2 separate regions of the Hordeum vulgare genome follow, and region 1 is linked to region 2. Evidence: chromatin contacts called from public Hi-C data. All regions are on one chromosome and are shown on one strand. The core of a region is the stretch at or near the end of the contact, and the rest is flanking DNA. Distances in the headings are between cores, read along the strand shown.

Region 1 (3,187 bases), core at 248-2,747, 240 kb after region 2:
GAGCCCCAGCCACAGAGATCCAGATATCCATCGGCCCCCTGGGCCGCCCAGCCGCTGAGATCGCTTGCTCCCAGCAAGCTATAACCAGCGGAATAAAACCCTCTACCTCAAACCAGCCCGTTTCAAAGTAGAAACGGGAGCTGCGTTTGATCCTATCCTCCCCTGAGGCTAAGATAAGCGGCACATGGTCTGAACCGATATGTGTCTCGGCAACGAGGGTACAGAAAGGGAAAAGGATTTCCCATCCAGGAGAAACAAAGACACGATCGAGGACACTCCGGACTGGGCATAACTGTTTGTTAGTCTAGGTGAATCTAGCACCAGTCCGAGCAATTTCCCGCAATGCAGAGGCCGCAATGGCATTGTTGAACAGCGTCACCCTAGGCCAGTCGATATTACGGTTGTTCTTATCCGCCCCCGAGCGGATAAGATTGAAATGACCCCCAAGAACTATGGGGATGTCGGCGGCCTGCTTGGCCCCAACCAAAGCTTCGATTTCGCCCAGGAAATCAGCCGCACACGAGTGAGCAGCGGGGCTATAAACGCAAACTATCGCCCAGATAGCTAGTGACAAGCGATGTTTGATCATAGCAGAAATAAAAAAAACACCTGATTCCCAAGAAACAACGTCACAAACATCACGATTAACACCCAAAAGGAGCCCGCCCGAGTGGCCACTGGAGGCGCCCAACCCCACGCAAAACATTGGATCGGATCGAAGGCTGCGAGATCCCGAAAGGTAAAATCTGATTTGATCGTCTCTTGCAGCGCAACGACGTCGATCTGTTCACGGGCAATGTACTCTCTAAGTTGGGTACGACAACCCGCATGGCCGCAACCCCTAATATTCCAGAAGAGGTAGCATATTTAGATGATACGATTACGTAGGCGCACCCCTCTAGAGGTCACCGGTTTTGCCACTCTTTTCTTGGTCGGGGCATGGCTGGTGGAGGGGGTCGCATCAGCCTCCCTGGCTTCGGCCTCTCCACCCAACAAAACAGGCATCACGGCCCCGGATACATCCCCTGTTGTATCAGCGGCCGAAGCAGCCGCGACCTTGGCCTCCCTAGCCTTAGCCGCATTTGCGGCCTCCGCAAGAGCCGCATGGTCCTCTTCGCGCGCACGAATCATAGAGACGATCGTACCACCCTCAGAGCCTAACGCAAAACCACTATCATCTAGGATCGTAACTAGTTGAGGATGAGAAAAAGCATTCAGAATCTTGTAGGAGGGAGGGGGATTACCTGAGATCTCCAGGTTCTTGTCGGCGGGACAAAGTTGAGCACTCTCCAGAGAAGAAAGGTCGCCCAGCGCCGCCTCGGATCTGGCGCTTGGAGCCCGCTGCGACACCGGAGTCGCCTTGGAACGCTTGGCCTTCGCATTCGCACCCACCGAGCCCAGCGCAACCTGGAGGCCACCGCTAGACGGGGCGGCCGACGACGGGAGGGACAACACAGCAGGGTTCGCTGCCGGCTTCCGGCCCGCCGTCATCTTTGGGGCGCGCCCAGAGCCGCCCGAACTGCAGTGGTACGACGATGGGGTACAGATGGGAGGACCATTCAACACGCATTCCGTGTCGAAACCCCGAAGCCCAGGCGGGGATGGCACGGTGGTCGCAGCAGCCCCAGCCACTACAGCACCACCCCCAGCAGACTTAGCGACAGCAGCCACCACCAGGTTAGAGCCGTACTGATCAAAGGAACGTTCTAGGGAACGAGCCGTGTGGGGTTGCTCCCTGCCGTGTCCACCACCGCAAGCGCACCGGCCTCCAACGCTTCCTTGTCACCAGGAAGGTCATGGACGTTGATGCCCAGCCTGTCCCAAGTTTTGGTGTCAATGAAAGTGTCAGGCAAACTGTCCTCGAGCTCATCATCACGGCACGCCATCTCCGCGTCCTTGATCTGACCAGCAGAAGTGCCTCCCTGGCCCTGGTCGTCCTTCCTCTGACCCAGCGAACTACCGGCCCCCGAGCCAGTCTTGCCCCGAGAGGGACCCCCACTCTTGTCAGATGGCCGTAGGGGAGCGTCACTGGGCCACGCGCCATCGGCCCATCCCCTGGACGCTTTGGTAGCCGCTCCACCTCGACCTCGATGTTGTATCCTTCATGGTTAAACCAAACCTGGACGAACCCATTCATCTTGTCAGTAACTTTGCAACCGAACTTCATCCTCACCGGCCCCAACCGGATAAGGGAGAGCTCGTCCACCACAATAAGCCTCCCAAGCATCTTTAGACCCTCCATCAGCCGAGCGACGTGGCGATGCTTCTTAGGGATGCCGCACAGACGGAGCCATACCTTATCTCTTCAAGAACAGATGCTTCTTAGGGATGCCGTACAGACGAAGCCATACCTTATCTCTTCAAGAACAGTGTCACGCACCTTGACTGTGATAGCATTGACAGAGAGAGAAAAGCTTGCCGCTCGATTTGGCCATGTGCAGCAGATCCGCAGAGGGGGAAACCACCGAGAAATCGTCGTCCCCGACCTGGAAGATCTGCCAATCCCACTCCCCAGCCACCATATGCTTGAGCTCTTGTTTGAGCGTGCGGAGAGAGAGTTTACCCGGCTCAGCCGATAGAATCGCACTGTTGAGGGCCTTCAGATCGGATCCCACCGGCCCCCGAGCCAGTCTTGCCCCCGTCGCCGCCAGCCTGGCTGTTGGCCTCGCAGGAGGAGGATACCTCGTCAGGGCCGGGGTCACGGCCGCATCAAGCCATAAGGCCGATGCATCGCACGGAAGGTGGCTTCGCCGGGAACGGAGGCGTGCTCCGAGCGGCGTAGCGGTGGAGGCGAGGCCGACCGCAGCCTGGCGCGGGCAGGCGCGGCCTGGCGGGAACCGGGCCAGGCCTGGGGCAGGACGGGCGCGCGTGAGGGAGGCCACGACGTGGCGCTGCGGGCCACGGCTTGGCGCAGGGACCCGACCATGGGTGTGGCACGGGCGCGGCCGTGCGGCGGGGGCGCTTGGCACGGTGCGGCCGGGCGCGGGGCGACGGCCAGGCGGAGGGGCGCGGTGCCGACGTCTCCTCTACACTTGTGGCGCCGTCTCGAGAGGAGTAGCGTCGAAGTCGAAGTCGACGTCTCCTCTACACTCGTGGCGCCGGACGCCTTCAGGACCCTGCGCCGGTGACGGGGTATCCAATGGAGAAGACAAGGCATCGGGAGATGACATCGGCGGGCCGACGGCCT
Region 2 (3,493 bases), core at 800-3,299:
GATTAGCATAATCTGAATATTTGGATGCTCAAAACTATACAAAATAACTTGGAAAATTTCCCAAATGCTACTACTTACATAATATAAGTAGTATTCTGTATTGTTGTGTCTCAAATAAGAATTCCAAACAAAAGCAAAGTCACTTTTTATATTTATACAATGATTAATAGAAGTTTCAATTGCTAAATTTAAATCAAGGTTTTGAAAATAAATTGTGGTCTCTAAGCTTGTCAGATGCGATCCATCTACTAAATGTATTATATTCTTATAAGTACAACACGTGCTTAATTTAAAAAAAAACGCTTGTATGCGGCGCGCCGACCAAACGTTCGGCTGGTCACGTTGCTCGCTCGCTCGCACACACTTGACAACCTGTACTTCGTGGGACCCAACAAAACCTTATGTCACGCGTCAACCATTATTCGTTTCGCACCCCTTGTTCATCTCTCTTCCTTTCTTAAACACATCCAGCAAACCGACGACCCTTGTCGAATTCGATGAGAAGGAGGTCCGCGGACGATGAGTGTCAGAACCAACGACCCTCACCGTCGCCAGTGCGTCGACGTGAAGCTGGAATCGGTGTAGCACCGTTCTACAACCGACGTCTTATTTTGCTGGAAGCAGCATGACACCCTGCTACAAAACGGCATCTCATTTTGCTACAAAACACACTAGCGATGTGGAAAAGCTTCATTCGGCTAAAGGAAAAACTTCAAAGTGGCATGAGGAAAAATTTTCCCACGCGCGAAAGAAGTTTCAATGGTGGAAAAAAGCTTCAACCGACGGGAGTAAAAGCTTCAAGCGGTAATGGCAAAAAAGATTCAACCGGGGGAATGCCGACGGTACGAGCGACACGACGCGTACTTTTTTTTTTGCTCCAGTTGCAGAGCGCAAAAGCTACAACCGGCGGCGTGTTTTGCTGCGACCAGCAATACAGAATGCTACATCGTCATCTGAAAAAGCTTCCACCAGGCGACGACGAACCAACAATGGCGAGTGGTGGCGACGGGAGCTACGAGCAGGCCGTAGATGGGGATGACGACAACGAGCGTCACCTGGAACCGTGGTTCATTAGAGCTGCAACCATGGGGCAGCGGAGCTGAACTTCATAGTGTGGTGTCTCCGGGGACAGTTTTTGCTTAGACATGGAGGGGGGCTGCATCCAGCCTACGTCCCAGCGCGGCGAGTGACGATCGTCGGCGAACGACAACGAGTGGATGCCTTGTAGTGCTTCGAGGATGCGGGGGGCGTGAAGCTATGTTAGCGCGGTGGTTTCTATTTTCTGTCCCTCGTGACCATGAACTGCGGGAGAGAGATGACCGAGTCCGTGTGCAATCTTGTGGGTTAGAGGTTGCTAATCCAACGGACGTGAGGCGACCGGCCGAACCTAGCACCGATCCAACGGCGCCTATGAATGTCCAATTTTATTTGATTTCGAATTAATAATGCAGGCTATACATTATATGTTTCAATTAAACAACGTAGTTTTGCTAAACCGTGACAACACACGGACATTTAACTAGTTATAATTAAAAAATAATATTCCCTCTGTTCGGAAATATTTGTTCTAAAAATGCATGTATCTAAACTTATTTTAGTTATAAATACATCCATTTTATTCATTTCTAGGGTAAGGATTTTCGGACGAAGGGAGTAATATCCAACCATAGTTTGGTTCATGATAACGAGGTGCTGCCATGTATCTAATCATACTCCCTCCGTTCCTTGATATAAGGTGTATAGATTTTTCAGAAAAAATCCGAATTATAACGTGTATGGCATTGCAGCACTTGATTGGCTGTTTGTTTTAGGGATTTGATTATATTTCCTTATATAAGGGAAGCTCCTTTATTTTATGATGTCAATTAGCCATGTATAATCTCATTCAAAACTCGTGAAATTTTCACTCCACGTGCGTTTTTTAATTTCCGTGTCAAAAACTATACACCCTATATTTAGAAACGGAGGGAGTATTTAAAAAGAAAAACATCCAACCATAGTTTGAGCTGCAGCCATGTATCGGGCTGCGAATGTGCTTCTCAAAACCGGCGACCCGAATCGGGAACAGGAGGCAAGAGAAATGGAGACGCACGAAGGGAAAGGAGACTGGAGTAGTACTTCCACCTGCCTCCCTCCCACCCTCAGATCTCTCTCTCCTTCTTTCTCTAAATCGCGCCCCCTCCTACCTTTCTCTCGTCGCATTAGACCTTCCAGATCTCACCAACCTCCTACCAGCCGGCGTTGCTGCCTCTCTCAGTGCCGGAGCTTCACGAAACGGCTCTCTTATCTGTTCGGGGTGATCCATCCGACCCCCGGATCCGCCGCAAAGACGGTGCCTTTCTGGTTGTTCTCGGCACTATCCATGGATGACTTGAGGGTTTAGCGCGACGGTAGTGAGGTCAGCGTGTGGAGTTCTTGTGTTGATTTGTTGCAGCGAGAGGCTTTGGGGAAGGGATCACGGCGGCGAGATGCGAGGTTCCGAGATGCGGAGGCGGGCACCAGAGTACCGGCGGCAGTCGCGGCGGCGGCTACCGGGATGGATCTGGTGGCTCGTTGGGATCTTCCTTGTGGTTGGGCTCATGCTCTTCGTCCTGCACCACAACCAGAAGGAGCAGTTCCGGCCGCCCGTCATAGTGAGTAGCGCGAACTTTACTCCGTCTGATTTCCTGCTTGCTGAATCATGTGACATCTTTCCTCGGGAGATCACTTCCTTCCTGTCAACTCTGAAAATACGTGGGAAAAAGTTTTTGCTTTTTATGCGCGCAGGTAGATCTCGGTTAGCGTATTGTATGAGAATCTTTAAAAATACGTTCCATTGTTGTAATTATGCAAATTGATTGTTTGCTGACGTAGGACAAAGTTTCTTCTATGTTAGAACGTGAGCTTGGTTGTGTGTTGTTAGACTTTTTGCGGTCAAAGCACATCATTTTCTAGATCTTCATTATCCAGTTTCTCTGTTACTACGATCCTTGAAGGTTCGTGTTTTTATCTATATTGATTTTGTCATGTTTGTGGAAAATTTTATTTTCACTGTCTAGAAAAAGTGTTTTTGATGGCTAATCATGACTAGTTGGCTGAAATGGCAAACAGGCTGTATTTTCTAGTAGTTGGTGTGGCATTACTGGTAGGTTGTCTGTGCACTTGTTGGAGGTCTACTCATGTACTCCCTCCGTCCGGAATTACTTGTCACAAAAATGGATGCAAATGGATGTATCTAGAACTAAAATACATCTAGATACATCCATTCCTACGACAAGTACTTCCGGACGGAGGGAGTACTTAGGTCAAGTGTCCTTCTCAGGAGGAGGTTTCCCATCTTCATTATGATAGCACATGCCATTCCTTTACTATGAAGATGTTTACTTAACTGGTGGGAGGACACCATGGAATATGAAAATTATACTCGCACTGTAAGTCATTTTTTAGTAGTATGCGCAGTGTCGAACTATCACAGGTGCGATTGGATTATCCATGGACTACTTGTTGGCAGCTA

The links. Hi-C and Micro-C count contacts between places; a contact is called where the count stands out from the background.
Region 1: a Hi-C map of leaf shows a contact between it and region 2, with 5 times the contacts expected there. The contact joins the promoter of LOC123448664 here to the promoter of LOC123448662 in region 2. A contact is called at or near these places in 2 of 6 Hi-C or Micro-C datasets (both in leaf) and 1 of 1 datasets of contacts at active chromatin or transcription factors (embryo).

What each region holds. Positions count from the first base shown.
Region 1 is chr4H:377,685,194-377,688,380 of MorexV3_pseudomolecules_assembly, forward strand. LOC123448664 reads right to left here and starts at 1,498. Exons shown (of 2, transcript XM_045125627.1): 1 at 1,245-1,498. The coding sequence starts at 1,491. It overlaps LOC123448663, which reads left to right and starts at 2,311. Exons shown (of 1, transcript XM_045125625.1): 1 at 2,311-3,187. The coding sequence starts at 2,434.
Region 2 is chr4H:377,449,161-377,452,653 of MorexV3_pseudomolecules_assembly, forward strand. LOC123448662 (hexosyltransferase GAUT11) reads left to right here and starts at 2,050. Exons shown (of 2, transcript XM_045125624.1): 1 at 2,050-2,633. The coding sequence starts at 2,469.